Linked DNA regions of Mus musculus: region 2 is linked to region 1. Evidence: chromatin contacts called from public promoter capture Hi-C data. All regions are on one chromosome and are shown on one strand. The core of a region is the stretch at or near the end of the contact, and the rest is flanking DNA. Distances in the headings are between cores, read along the strand shown. Region 1 overlaps 4930440I19Rik (RIKEN cDNA 4930440I19 gene). Region 2 holds the start of Neurod1 (neurogenic differentiation 1).

Region 1 (7,304 bases), core at 1,440-3,939:
TCCAGTCATTATTCCCCCCTCCCAGTCTGCCCTCTGACCATTCCTCATCCGATTCTTCCTCCCCTGCCCCTCCAAGAGGATATCTCCAGCCCCTACCCCTACCCTAATTGACCTCCCATTCCCTGTGTCCTCAAGGGTTTGGTGCCTCTTCTCTCACTGAGGCCAGGCCAGGCAGTCCTCTGCTGTCTGTGTGTCAGGGTGGGAGGGGGGGGCTCAGATCTGCACATGTATGCTGGCTGGTTGGTGGCTCGGTGTCTGAGAGATTTTGGGGGTTCAGGGTAGTTGAGACTGCAGGTCTTCTTATGTGGCTGCCCTCCTCAGCTTCTTCCAGCTTTTTCTGTAATTCAACCACAGGGGTCCCTGGCTTTTGTCTATTGGTTGGTATATCAGCATCTGACTCTTTCAGCTGCTTGTTGGGCCTCTCAGAGGGGAGCCATGCTAGGCTGTCCTGTCTGTAAGCACACCATAGCATCAGTAATAGTGTCAGGCCTTGGAGCCTCCCCTTGAGCTGGATTCTAATTTAGGCCGGTCATTGGTCCTCCTTTCCCCCAGTCTCCTCTCCATCCTTGTCCCTGCAGTTTCCATAGACAGGAACAATTCTGGGTCAGAGTTTTTGACTGTGGGACAGCAACCCTCATCTCTCCACTTGATGCCCTTTCTTTCTTCTGGAGGTGGACTCCATAAGTTCTCTCTCCTCACTATAGGGCATCTAAGGTCCCTCCATTGGCTTTTTAAAGCATCCTTAGTATAACTTATGCTTTATCCTTCCCTCTCCCTCTGTGTTGTCACTCTTCTTCCCTCCCAGATATGTCTTCCTGTCTTGCTTTTTTTTTTTTCATTTCCTCCTTCCTAGCAACTGGAAACTATGTATTTGCACAACTTGAGAAAATTTCTTTCTTGAGTAGTGAGCAAATTTGGCCTCCTATGACTGTACTATTTCTTATATATCTTTATAAGCTCTGATTACTGTGATAAATAGTAAAAAAATTTAAAGAGAACAAAAGTTTCAGTTGCTATTTTAAATGAAGTTTTCTTTTTACTTTCAAGGATTAAGAATCATCTGTATGTCTGTCTCCCGAGAGGCTTTGCCAGTGTCTGACGAATACAGAGGCAGATGCTCAAAGCCAACCATTAGACTGAGCATGGGGGGTGTCCACGATGGAGGAGTTGGAGAGGAAACTGAGGACCTGAGGGAGTTTGCAGTCCCATGAAGGAAGCAACAGTGTCAACAGGCCAGACCCTCCAGAGCTCCCAGAGACTGGACCACCAACCAAAGAATACACATGGAGTGACCCATGGTGCTGGCGACATATGTGGCAGAGGATGGCCTTGTTGGACATCAGTGGGAGGAGAGGCCCTTGGGCCTGAGGGTGTTTGATGCCCCAGTGTAGGGAAATGTCAGGGCAGGAAGATGGGAGTAGGTGGGTAGGTGGGGAATCACCCTCAAAGAGACAGGGGGAGGGGGAGGATGGGATAAGAGGTTTCCTAAGGGGAGACCGGGAAAGGGGAAAACATTTGAAATAAAAAAAGAGAATCATCTGTATTATATTGTTTAAAAAAGACATCCCAACAATACCTAATGTTTAGCATGTAATGACAAAGCTTTGAAATGTAAAGGTAAAATTGACTCCTATGATGGTGGTTTGTTATTTTATTTATTTTTATTAGGTATTTTCTTCATTTACATTTCCAATGCTATCCCAAAAGTCCCCCATACCCACCCCCCCAATCCCCTACCCACCCACTCCCCCTTTTTGGCCCTGGCGTTCCCCTGTACTGGGGCATATAAAGTTTGCGTGTCCAATGGGCCTCTCTTTCCAGTGATGGCCAACTAGGCCATCTTTTGATACATATGCAGCTAGAGTCAAGAGCTCCGGGGTTGCAGACCCCTTTAGTTCCTTGGGTACTTTCTCTAGCTTCTCCATTGGGGGCCCTGTGATCCATCCATTAGCTGACTGTGAGCATCCACTTCTGTGTTTGCTAGGCCCCGGCATAGCCTCACAAGAGACAGCTATATGATGGTGTTTTAAATGTTTTCTAAATTTCTTGAAAGCAAGTTCAAGTCATAGTTAGAGAAATTTAACTGGGCTATTCACATACTGTGAGTCTTTTCATGGCATATTTTGCAATTTGCTGTGATTGTAGACGTTCTGGTGAGCAAAAATTTGAGTTCAGAAATCGGGATGAAGTGTGGTGATGAGGGTGGGTGGGGATGGAAACCTAGGGAATAACGGAGGTGTCAGTTCTTGCTGCTGGAAGTGTGCTAATAGAGTGGCATCAGCTTCTCCGCGGCCCTGGATCCTGGGCACTGGAGAGTTCCGCTCAGAAACCAGTGGGAAAGTCATTTTAACCTCCCTAATTATCACTGTTTTTGTATCTATCCCACTTGGAGGGTGCTCCATGGAAGCCAGATGGCTGCAAATGTTATCCTGCTTCACAAGCATGGAGGTTTCTGTATTGCTGCCAAAGCCATTGTCAAAATGTCCTATATCAAAACAAAACAAAAAATAAAATCCTCTGTTTTCCAAACTTCTGAAAATTCCACAATAGCTATAAAATACCAACCCCTCTGTTAGGTTTTGGCAGCTAAAGGGAAAAAATTATCCATTCCCTAAGCATCTTGTTGTCTGAACCAACTGAGCAGTGGGGCAGCCAAAAAAGGAATTGCATCATTGAGAAGCTCATGAATTTTCAAACAAGCAGCCTTTGGAATGCAGAACTGCTCATAAGGGGCCAAGTGGAATGGGCTTAGTGCAGACATAAGCCACTCTGGAATAAGGGGGGAGGGGATTTGCAAAGCACAAGCCATTTTCACCCTTAGGCAAAGGAAAGAGGTGCTTGTGTGTGACTGTGGATGCAGCCAAGGTGTCTTCTAGATACTAGAAGCACAGGGATCAAAGGCAGTTCTCTCTGAATAAGAAAACAAAATAATAAAGTAGGGCTGGATCATTTCAAACTCTAAGTGGTAGTAACATCCAGAAATGGAAGTATTAAGAATAAATTTATCATCTCTTGAAACAGAGGGCTGACTACCTCTTATTAACTTATTTTAAACCTTAAGTGCATATAGCGGAAAGGAAATGTTTTACAAATGAATGCTGCAAATATATAATCTGCAAGGTGACACATTTAAAAAATACATGATGTAGTGAGACCAGTCTCCTAGGTACTCATTCAGAACCTAAAATATGCTCTGATTATTGGTTAAAGAATTGATCTTTTTTTTTTTTTTTTTTTTTTTGTAAAAGAATTAGGTTAAAATGAAGAAAGAATTTTTTTTCCTTTGAGAGTGAGAATTGGAAGATATTTTAGCTGAAAGTCCTAAAAAGGCAAATTAGCTTCTAAAATGTTATTACCTGATACTACAAGCCCATGGTCTGCTGAGGGCCCATTACTGTTCTTAGCCTTGCTTCAGTGGCAGGCAGGCCAGTCCTACTCCCCCACGCCCCTTCTGCCTTATTCCCCAGCTCCTTAGTTTCTCAGTTGTGACATTGATGTTAGGAACATTAGGAGTTTACAGGTAGAGTCTTCAGACCAGGTGATGACATGATATTTAGATATTTATTTGGTATAAATTAAGAATCAACCCTTGTAATTTTAATAATAGAGGCTGGAGGCAGAATCAGGTTTGAAAAATAAAGCTAGATTGTAATATGTAGCTGGCATACGTTGGTCAACTGGTAGAACATTCTAGACCAAGTACTATTTCTTTGAGGGTTCATTATAGGGCCATTGCCAGAAGCCTGCTGGCCCAAATCCATGGTAGTCCTTGAAGAGGCTGACAGTGGAAGCTGTCTCATGGCTGCACTTGCCACAGCTGGATAGCAAGTATATCTGAGGGAATCCAGGTGGTGCATCTCTGAAATTACTTGTTAGGCGAAGAATAAGAAATTCGGCTAAGTCTCATGGAGCAAACTGCAGGTGTGGGTCTAGCTGCTAGGTCTTCAGAGATAAAGATTTGAAAATGAGTGTTAGGAGACCAACAAGCATGACCCAGAACCTAAACAGAGGCATATTCTCAACCACACCTCCAGATCCAGGAGAGAGTCTGACTGACTGACATAAATTGGATGGAATGTTGACACCAAGTCAAAGAACTAGGACAATATTTTATATTGTCATAACTGAGAGTCAACAGTTGTGGTCTCAGGACAAAGTTGAGTCTCACTAAAGTGAAAGGCAATTAAGAAAGACTCCCCAAATGTTTCATCTACGCTCTAACTCAAACACACTTGGAGAATTTACAGTTTGCCTTTATTCTGTTAATATTGAGCATCCTCTATGGAATGTTAAAGTCCCCAAGAATCCAGATTTAGGAAATATACCGTAGTTGATTTTTTTTGTGTGTGACTGAATTGCAATTATTTTGTGAAAAATGTATTTTAAGCCTGGCATGGTGGTACTCACCTTTAATCCCCAGAACACAGGAGGCAGAGGCAGAGAGGCAGAGAGAGAGGCAGAGAGGCAGAGAGGCAGAGAGGCAGAGAGGCAGAGAGGCAGAGAGGCAGAGAGGCAGAGAGAGAGGCAGAGAGGCAGAGAGGCAGAGAGGCAGAGAGGCAGAGAGGCAGAGAGGCAGAGAGGCAGAGAGGCAGAGAGGCAGAGAGGCAGAGAGGCAGAGAGAGAGGCAGAGAGGCAGAGAGAGAGGCAGAGAGGCAGAGAGAGAGGCAGAGAGGCAGAGAGGCAGAGAGGCAGAGAGGCAGAGAGGCAGAGAGGCAGAGAGGCAGAGAGGCAGAGAGGCAGAGAGGCAGAGAGGCAGAGAGGCAGAGAGAGAGGCAGAGAGGCAGAGGCAGAGGCAGAGGCAGAGGCAGAGGCAGAGGCAGAGGCAGCAAGCAAATCTCTGTTGAGTTTGAGGCCAATGGGGCCTGCATAACAAGTTCCAGACTAGCCAGGATTACATTTGAGTCCCTGTCTAAAAACCAAAAATGGGTCTTACCACTTCCTAGGGCAACATCTGTAAGAGCTTGCTGTTATTGGAGACTGTTATTTTTGGAATAAAGGGACAGGTAAGAGAGTGGCAGACAAGGTCAGAGTGATAAGAGTGAACGGGTTAAGAGTTAGTAAATGTCGGCTCTACTCTTCATTGAAGAACAGGCAGAATCTAGCAATGCTGAGGAGGGGTGTCTCTTTATGATAGGTTTAAAACCCTCTCCCTATTTCTTGCTTGTTCTTGGAAAATACACTGCAGGGCTTAAAAGGGGTAGATGAAGATGATAAGTTAAGGGACTGGTCTAGTTGAAAAAGCTTGTCTTAGACTGAAGAAAAGTATTAAGGAAATCATTTGATGCTGTTGCTATGGCTTTCATTGGACTCACATCTAACACAATGAAATTTAGCCAGGAACTACACTTTGATAGAAATTGTCTATTGGCTGGTAACCTTTGTTCTTTCAGGTCTAAAGGTGACATGTGGCACTAGAGAGCATGCCTCTTTTTTTGTGCTGCTCTGCAACCTTTCGGCATCTGAGAAGATTGTTCTAGTGTTGCGGTTTACATGTGGTCACTGCAGGACTCCGGCCAGCCATTCCCAGGGCAGTGTGTGTCCTTAGAACTGAGCTCAGAAGCTGAAATACTCAGTAGGACAGAAGCCTTTTGGACTCTCTCTCTCTTCTCTGTCACTGAAAAATTTCTACAGAACAACACATTCAATAGGACCAAATGAGTCCACATCAATGAAGAGGTACAAAAGAAGTAATTGTTTGGGTGAAGGAAGTGCAAGGTGTGAAATCTGATGGAATCAAAGAGAAATCAAAGGAGATGAGATGAAGTTTCCTGGGAGGGAGCACAGGACACAACAGCTCTAGTGTGAACGGGAAAATGCCGACCTTTAAGATTTCAGAGCCCAGGGATGAGCCAGAGGGCACCCAGAGGACAGCAGAACATCTTGCTGCTCTGGGCATGTGGACAGCTGTGAAGGCAGATTCAATTCTCGGACTTCTTCTTGTGGAACTTCAAATTCCCAAAAGCAGGTTTCAAAGTTTAAAAACAATGGTTGGTTTGTAGTTTTCACACATTTATGAGGCATAAGGTGCTACATCAACTCAAATATACACACCCACACCCACTCATATATACCTACACACGTGCGCGTTTGTGCACTCACACACACACACACTATGGGTTGTGTCCAAACTCAGGATAATTAGTGAATCTCTCACCTTAATCTTCTATCATGTCTGAATGGTGGGTGCATTCAAAGGTTCCTGCCTTGAGAGGCTCCAATAAAAGCTTGGCCAGGCCTCAGCCATGCCGCCTGCCCATTGTCTTTACTACCTGTCTAAGAGAGGATGATGCTTGGTTGTCAGAGATCTTAAAGATGGACCTCTAAATATTTCCATTTTTTATGGGCAAAAGAAGTGTTTATATATGCTTGTATATGTAAATGTGTACGTGTGAGTGTGTGTGTGTGTGTGTGTGTGCATGTTCGTGTGTATGTGTGTGTGTTCTTTCTTCCCCAGCACAAAATTATCTGAGTTCTGGTAACTTTATGCTTTTCTCAAACACTAGACTGTATTTCCAACTCAAATCACAGTGTGTGCTGGCTCAGAGGAAACCGTGATGGTCTCAGTACCTCGGTATGACTGCATCTCTCTGTGTCAGATATACCTGCCTTATCATATCTTACTCCACTGGAGCTGGAGAACTGTGCCTGCCACTCAGAGGGCTCCCAAAGTACCAGAGAAATAGTAGATGAAGTAACATCTGCTTGAAGTTGAAAGAAAGATGGGCAAGGAAAGCGCCTCCCTGGCCTTCTTGGCCATATTGTCTAGGCTGCCTTATACTGCAGAGGCAGCTGTTACCTGAAATGGATGGTGGACAGAGCTTGAATGATACATTTATTACCTTTTGCAAGTCAACCAGACCTGCTAGAAAGCTTCTGGGGGCTAAGGTTGGTGCTGACAACTCAAGCAGGAAGGCTGGCTGATAGGCAGGAAGAGTCTGAAGTCCTTGTGAAAGTCCAGGCATGGTAGAACCCGAGCCTTCCAGCACTTCCCTTTTAGGCTAGAGGTATCTGGCGTCCCCTCATCTGACACAGGGTCTGGTGGGAAGCAAAACTTAGTAATGTTTATTTACCTATGTTTAGGTTAGTGTGTGGCACTAATGGTGATAAGCAATACCTAGGACAGAGGAGCAAAATACAAGACTTGGCACTTTTCCTCAAAACCTTCCAATCATGTTAGAGAAGAGAAACACTCTCATGAAGTAGACTTGAACAAAGAGGCATATAAATACCTGTCTGGCTGTGTGGTAAAGATGATATATGTTTCAAGAAAATGGAAATGTTTATAAAGCACCTTCCAAGTGGGA
Region 2 (6,850 bases), core at 3,946-6,445, 1.3 Mb after region 1:
TTTTGAATGTTGAAATATCCCTTACTGCTACTGTCACAGCTTGATGGGGCCTCGTTGGCAACGTTATTACTATGGCTAATTGTTCCTGTCTATTAGATTACTCACGTTTTTCTGGAGCAGCTTACTAAATAAGGTCAGTTTTCTGGAACCCTTAAGCCACCAACGAGAAGGAGATTAAAGGAACATGCTTGCAAGGGAGGTAGGCATCCAATGTGGTATCCGAATCAGAGAAGGAACAATGACAGCAATCAGAATCACAGTAGAGACAATACAACTGCCAAAATGCTATTCCATAAAAATCAAGACTGTCAGTCATTTCTCATGGGAAGGGAAATGCCAAACTATTTATTAAGTAGACTTACCAGAAGTTAAGTTGGTGTGGTGTGGTGTGGTGTGGTGTGGTGTGGTGTGGTGTGGTGTGGTGTGGTGTGTGTGTGTGTGTGTGTGTGTGTGTGTGTGTTTATAAAATCAAAATATAAAATAGCAGGACTGTACAGAAAACTGTGGAGTAATATACACTCCTAAAATAGAACACAAATAGTATATACTTATGTACCAAAAGCTCACTAGCACTTTAGTGGAACAATTAGTGAAGACATCCCAAACACTTAATAGAACCATTATAAAATGCCTCATCTTTTGGGAGCCTTTCAATTAATTAAATAATTTTCCTACAATATCAGATATATAGTTTGGAGTGCAGGACTGTTTGAAAGAAAGCTATCTAGTTCAGGAAAGATACAGATAACAGAACAGTGAGAAAATATTCAATTTTGTTTATGCTTTAAATATGTATAAACAAATTAAACTAAGGTATTTGCTTATGTCTTGCTAGTTAATACTTAAGTAAATCCGCCTGAAAAATAAAAGAAACTTCTAACAATCATTTCAACAAACAGAGACAAACAAACAAACAAAGAGAGTAAAGGTGAAGACGTTTCACCTTTAGAAAACCAGAGTTTTTTGTCCAGCTTACTCTGTGCTCAATACTCCAAATAATAAAACAGAGGCGAGGTCTGTTTGTTATCTGAGAAGCCAGTGACCCTCTAAGCAAGATAACAGACTAAGCACAGGACAAGCTCAACTCTATATTTTATTCCTAATGTTTAACATTTAACTCAGCAAATACAGACGTTGATCCTCCTCGCTACAATTTTACTCTTTAAAATCCACTTTCGAAAGAAATGAAACAATTGTTTTGATTTTCCATACTATTTTTATTGCAACTGCATGGGAGTTTTCTAAATTGTGCATTACACCATAATACACAGGATTACAAACAAGATTACAGTACATGTCAATTCCAGTAGTACCAGCATCACATCTCAAACAGCACTTATTCTGGACTGCATTTTACATGCAACAGCTATTGTTCTAATTATGAATTCGATGGTTTGAATTTTATTTAAACTACTGTACTAACTGACTACACAGGTATAAAAACCCAACATTAACAACCTGAATAAATTTAGGCTCAGATTTATTACATGAATAGATGACAAACCACCATTTGTTTGACTATGTATAAAATCATGCATTTATATTTTCTGGAAACATCAATATCTTCAAACACTCCGTAAAATCATGGAATTCAAAGAAGTAAAAGACTAAAAAGAAAGAGTGCAAATTGTATGTGATAGTCAAGCAGCTTTTGATTTAAAGGAGTGTGTGTTGGCATTTATTTATAATATGTATTTACAAGCTTGTGCAAGTAATGAATTGATGTGTTTTGATAAGGAATGCATTTCGGTTTTCATCCTCTTGAGTGTTATGGGTCTGGTTTCTATTTTAGGGAGCGAGCAGGAAAAACTTTAAAGTGAGATGAATTGCTCAAATTGTGCAATTTGTTGGTTTTTTTTCTTTTCTTTTCTTTTTTACAATTAGAGAAGAAAGAAGTGCTAAGGCAACGCAATAACTTTCTAAGCACTTTTCTGCTGGTTTAAATTAGTTAAATTATTTTGTATAAATTAGATATAATTCTACTTTTCTGATATGTATAAAAATTGATGAAGCTGCATGGTTTTAAAATAGGAAATCCACGTTATAAAAAGTCATTAAAAATTCTGTACAAAATCACAACAAAATAATTCAGCATGGGAAAGGTCACAGGTAGTAAAATGCTGGTTGAAAAATATATATTTATATATATTTTAATTGGCCCATTACTAGTTTAAAAATTGCATAGATCCTAATTATTGCTTGTGATTTTTTTTATCCCGATCAGATAATTAATACGATCTGAATACAGCTACACGAAATTCGTGGTACACATTTTCTTTTTTACTTTACTGTATTATTATTTTTAAAATAGAAGAGCTATAGAAAACAATACATAAGGTGAACAGGAACTTTGATCCCCTGTTTCTTCCAAAGGCAGTAACGACAATAAATACATATATCACTTGAAGCTTTGAGTATTTGCACTTTGCAGCAATCTTAGCAAAAGGGCTGCCTTCTGTAAACAGGACAGTCACTGTACGCACAGTGGATTCGTTTCCCGGGAATAGTGAAACTGACGTGCCTCTAATCGTGAAAGATGGCATTAAGCTGGGCACTCATGACTCGCTCATGATGCGAATGGCTATCGAAAGACATAATGTTGTCTATGGGGATCTCGCAGCGAGGGGCAGCGGCACCGGAAGAGAAGATTGATCCGTGGCTTTGGGGCCCTGCCAGCGTCGCTGCAGGGTAGTGCATGGTAAAGGCATAATTTTTTTCAAACTCGGCGGATGGTTCGTGTTTGAAAGAGAAGTTGCCATTGATGCTGAGCGGCGGGCTGAGGGGTCCGTCAAAGGAAGGGCTGGTGCAGTCAGTTAGGGGGCTTTCAAAGAAGGGCTCCAGAGCTGCGCTGTAGGCGTGTGGCGGCGGCTTGACGTGGAAGACGTGGGAGCTGTCCATGGTGCCGTAGGGCGGGCTGGGCAGTCCAGGGGACTGGTAGGAGTAGGGATGCACCGGGAAGGAAGCGCTGGCGGTTGGCAGATGCGGGGGCATGTCCGGGTTCTGCTCAGGCAAGAAAGTCCGAGGGTTGAGCTGCAGGCAGCCGGCGACCAAATTGGTAGTGGGCTGGGACAAACCTTTGCAGAGCGTCTGTACGAAGGAGACCAGATCAGGGCTTTTGCCTGAGCGCAGGATCTCTGACAGAGCCCAGATGTAGTTCTTGGCCAAGCGCAGTGTCTCTATTTTAGACAGTTTCTGGGTCTTGGAGTAGCAAGGTACCACCTTGCGCAGGTTGTCCAGCGCCGCGTTCAGCCCGTGCATGCGGTTCCGCTCGCGGGCGTTGGCCTTCATGCGCCTTAATTTAAAACGTTCTAGGCGCGCCTTGGTCATCTTTTTCTTTTTGGGACCCCGTCTCTTGGGCTTTTGATCCTCCTCCTCCTCTTCTTCTTCCTCCTCTTCCTCTAGATCCTCATCTTCCTCCTCCTCCTCTCCCCCGTTTCTCAGAGAGTCCTCCTCTGCATTCATGGCTTCAAGCTCGTCCTCTTTCTTGTCTGCCTCGTGTTCCTCGTCCTGAGAACTGAGACACTCATCTGTCCAGCTTGGGGGACCTTGGGGCTGAGGCTCGCCCATCAGCCCGCTCTCGCTGTATGATTTGGTCATGTTTCCACTTCCTGTATTGAACAGGGAGAGAGGCAAGCAGAAGAAGAAAGGGGGGGAAATCCACCCGCTATATTTAAAAGCTGGATAAGCCTTCAGCTCCCTCTCCCTAATCCTACAGAAATGCACACAAATAGAAATACACAGGAGTCCACTGCAAAATGGATGCCTCCAGGAAAAGTTAAACGCAGTGCTTCATGCTGGCGTGTCTGTACCTCGGTGCTGCGTAGTAGGTACCACTAGGCCTGTCATGAGTGGCTATGGGTGCCTTTCCTAGTGATCAGCTCAACTGTGTGCAGGGCAATTATCTGGCCAGGTGCCCTGTGTGGAAATGCGTACAGAGTGCATGGTTTTCTGACTGTGTCCCAAGTCACTCCCAACTCACAAAAACGATGAGTTTGGAAATGGAATACTCTGAACTCATCTCTGCTCTGGCTTCGCACTACTTAGAGGTTTAAATAAATTGAAAAGCCATTACGTAATTTCCTAGCACTGACCCCAATTTTTAAAGAAGATTATATGGAAGGGAGAGCCAATGCACAGAGGAGGAAAGGTAGTTTCCATCAAATTATTTTCCTATCGACAACACATTTGGCCACAGAAGTGGGCACAAGTCTTCCATCCCTCTCTTGCCTTTCTTTCTTTGCCTCACCACCCCCCCCCCACGCCCCCGCTAAATTCCCACCTTGTACAAAAGCTCTGGCTCCCAGGCGAGGCTCTCCCACGCGCTGGGGATCAGGTGCAAAAGGCTCCTCTCTAATAAACAGCCCATTGAAAGGGCCGCCCGCTCTTTATTGGGGCTTTTCAAAGTTCGCCTCAAACCTCCCTTTAAAAGATGGAGTAATTACAATGGTCAGCGACTGGCAATGGTGAAGGTGCTGCTTCTCATAAGAACTGTAAAAAGCCTTTAGTAAAACAACTGAATGTCTGGCCCCAGCATGGGGACTTGGCCGCCTCTGGGACAGTAACAGGTAGCAGGAAAATTTCCTTCCTTTTCTCCCCCTCTCCCTACATTTCAGCTAAGCTATTTCAGAGTCCAATCGGTTTTCCAGTACTACATTCTCCTGAAATAGATAGTTTCATATGCACGATGAGCCTAAATATCTGTACACCAAATAAAACTATGGGCAGCAGGTGTTTTTGTTTGTTTGTTTTGTTTTGTTTTGTTTTTCTCTTTCTCTCCTTTTCTCCCCTGAATAAGTGAGAACTGGAAGTGGTTGTTTGCTTTGGGGACTTTCAAATAACCGCTTACAAATAATTACAGTTACTCCCCTCCCCAAACATTCTAAAAGCTTCTATACTATTAAAAATTAAATGTAATTAGAAAGCCTGCAGGGGGTACTTGAGTGCTGGGACTCATTACGTGCGAGTACTTGTGGGCAATTACGAGGAGGGACACTGATCTCAAATATAGGGACAACCGACTCCACAAATGTGCGCATGCAAAGTACCAAGGTACAGCTCTTCAATTATTGCTTTTATTCTCGGGAGAGTAAAAAATAGGAATCATAATTACCTGTTGTTAAAAGGTTCTGAATAGTGACGATCTCATAACCCTGGAGCCTCGGGACACCTTGCCTTCTGCGTGGGCGAATTCCTCGTGTCCCGGTGGCGCGGGCGCTAGGGTTATATAGCCGAGTTGCTGATGCTGAGCGCGGGCGGGGCCGTGAGCTGAGCAACGAGCAGGTCCCTGCGCCCCGCAATCGCGCACGCGTCCAGACTGAACGACTCCCGCCCTCATTCACCCCTCCCCAGAACTTTCCTCCCGCCCCCTTCCACCACCACTCCCCTCACCCCCACAGTACCTCCGCCCCTGCTCCTTCCTCCCCGGCATGCGCCATATGGTCTTCCCGGTCCAGCCAAGAGCCGGGAACCACGTGACCTGCCTATTTGTATGCCGCGGAGCGCTCCATTCCGGCCCCTTTGTGGCCAGAAGAAAGTGGCCCATCTGTCGCCAGTTAGAGACTCCGCGGACCTGTTTTTACCCGCAGGAGAGATTAACCCTTTGTGGCAGCAGAAGACAGAGGACATGTGGGGGGGGGGGGGGTTGCGGGAGGCGAGCTGGAAAGGTAAAGAAAGATCACTGAGTCTATGTCCTAGCCTGAAGACTGCTTTAGCGCAGAGAGGTAGACAGAGGTGAACCACTCACAATCCCAGATACTGAGGTGCACTGAAGGGTCCTTCCCTTGACAATGGTCTCCGGTGGTGCAGTTTGACTTTGTTCTCTCTGGAGAGGCCCATCTCTTAGCTTCTACCTCTTAGCAGAGGCTTTGCTTATTGCCACCAAAGGGTGGCTGGCTTCTAATCTCCATCACCTCTCTAGGCAAACATTTATTTCATATAAAAACGACCTCATCTGGAAACACAGCCTTGACTCAACCTTCCTGACTAGAGCATCTTCTAGAATCCTTTGCAAGTCAGCTTCCATACCCTACACTTGAACACTCCAAATGTAAACCTAACGGTCACCTGCTCCTACCCCAGAGACTTCACTAAGAGTCTTCAACTCTAAACCCTAGAATTTTGTGTCTAAAGCTAGTTTTTGCCAGCAGACCTTGGCTCCGTTGGTTTTCAGATGCTCCTGGAGTAATGAATGACCTCAGCTAGCTCATCTAGGGAATGCTAAGATTAAACAACCCCGCACCAGAGGTGGGAATTTCATCTCTGACACAGACCATAATTCAATCACAGCCTTCCTTGAGCCCCTAGTGCTCAATCTCTGGGGCCTTGGTCAGAAGAAGCTCAAAGAGAAGCTGCAATAAAACTCTATTCAATGTGCTGTTTCCCTTTCTGGGGACTCTGTGTTTTGAGTCAAGCAAAGTCTATTGTGGAATAGCCTTATCTATTCTTAAATAAGGAGTCTTTATTTTCTCCATCTGAAGGAGGAATCTTTCAGATGGATGATCCTCCGTCCTTCTAGCCCAAGAAAAGTGACAGAGGAGGAGGAGGAATGGTTGGCCTCCTTTCTCTTTCCAGTTCCTCTTCTAACTCTTCATTAAGTTCTTACCCTCTTCAACCCCTTTGCAATGAATGCATCCTACTTGAATTGCTTATGTAAAGGCAATTGCCCTTGAGTTTGCAAACAGTGTCAGGGTTGAGTGGCTGGAATGGGGTACATCTGGGAAAGGGGAGGGGGAGAGGGTTCTAAGGAGATCCTGGGCATTTGCAAGATATTGAAAGTAACCTTCCAGACCCGGAACGAATCTAAAAAGAAAAGCAAGGCATTGTGGGAGTTCTTTGGTGGCCTAAAACATGG

Evidence for each region. Promoter capture Hi-C pulls out the DNA fragments that hold promoters and counts their contacts.
Region 2: a contact with region 1 is called in a promoter capture Hi-C map of hippocampal neurons, with 5 times the contacts expected there. The contact joins the promoter of Neurod1 here to the enhancer-like site in region 1. A contact is called at or near these places in 3 of 39 promoter capture datasets (the 3T3-L1 cell line, hippocampal neurons and pre-B cells) and 2 of 115 datasets of contacts at active chromatin or transcription factors (astrocytes and embryonic midbrain).

Annotation. Positions count from the first base shown.
Region 1 is chr2:78,157,617-78,164,920 of GRCm38.p6, forward strand. The region is part of intron 2 of 4930440I19Rik (RIKEN cDNA 4930440I19 gene); the gene reads left to right. Among named protein-coding and RNA genes, the nearest start is that of Gm14461, 76 kb to the right of the region's middle. Within about 2 kb of position 2,690, at least 45 of the 459 cell types and tissues checked have an H3K27ac peak or open chromatin away from gene starts, as enhancers often do. A contact at or near this core is called in astrocytes and hippocampal neurons, where this site is marked.
Region 2 is chr2:79,451,441-79,458,290 of GRCm38.p6, forward strand. It overlaps Neurod1 (neurogenic differentiation 1), which reads right to left and starts at 5,196. Exons shown (of 2, transcript NM_010894.3): 1 at 5,111-5,196; 2 at 1,197-3,608. The coding sequence starts at 3,597. The coding sequence ends at 2,524.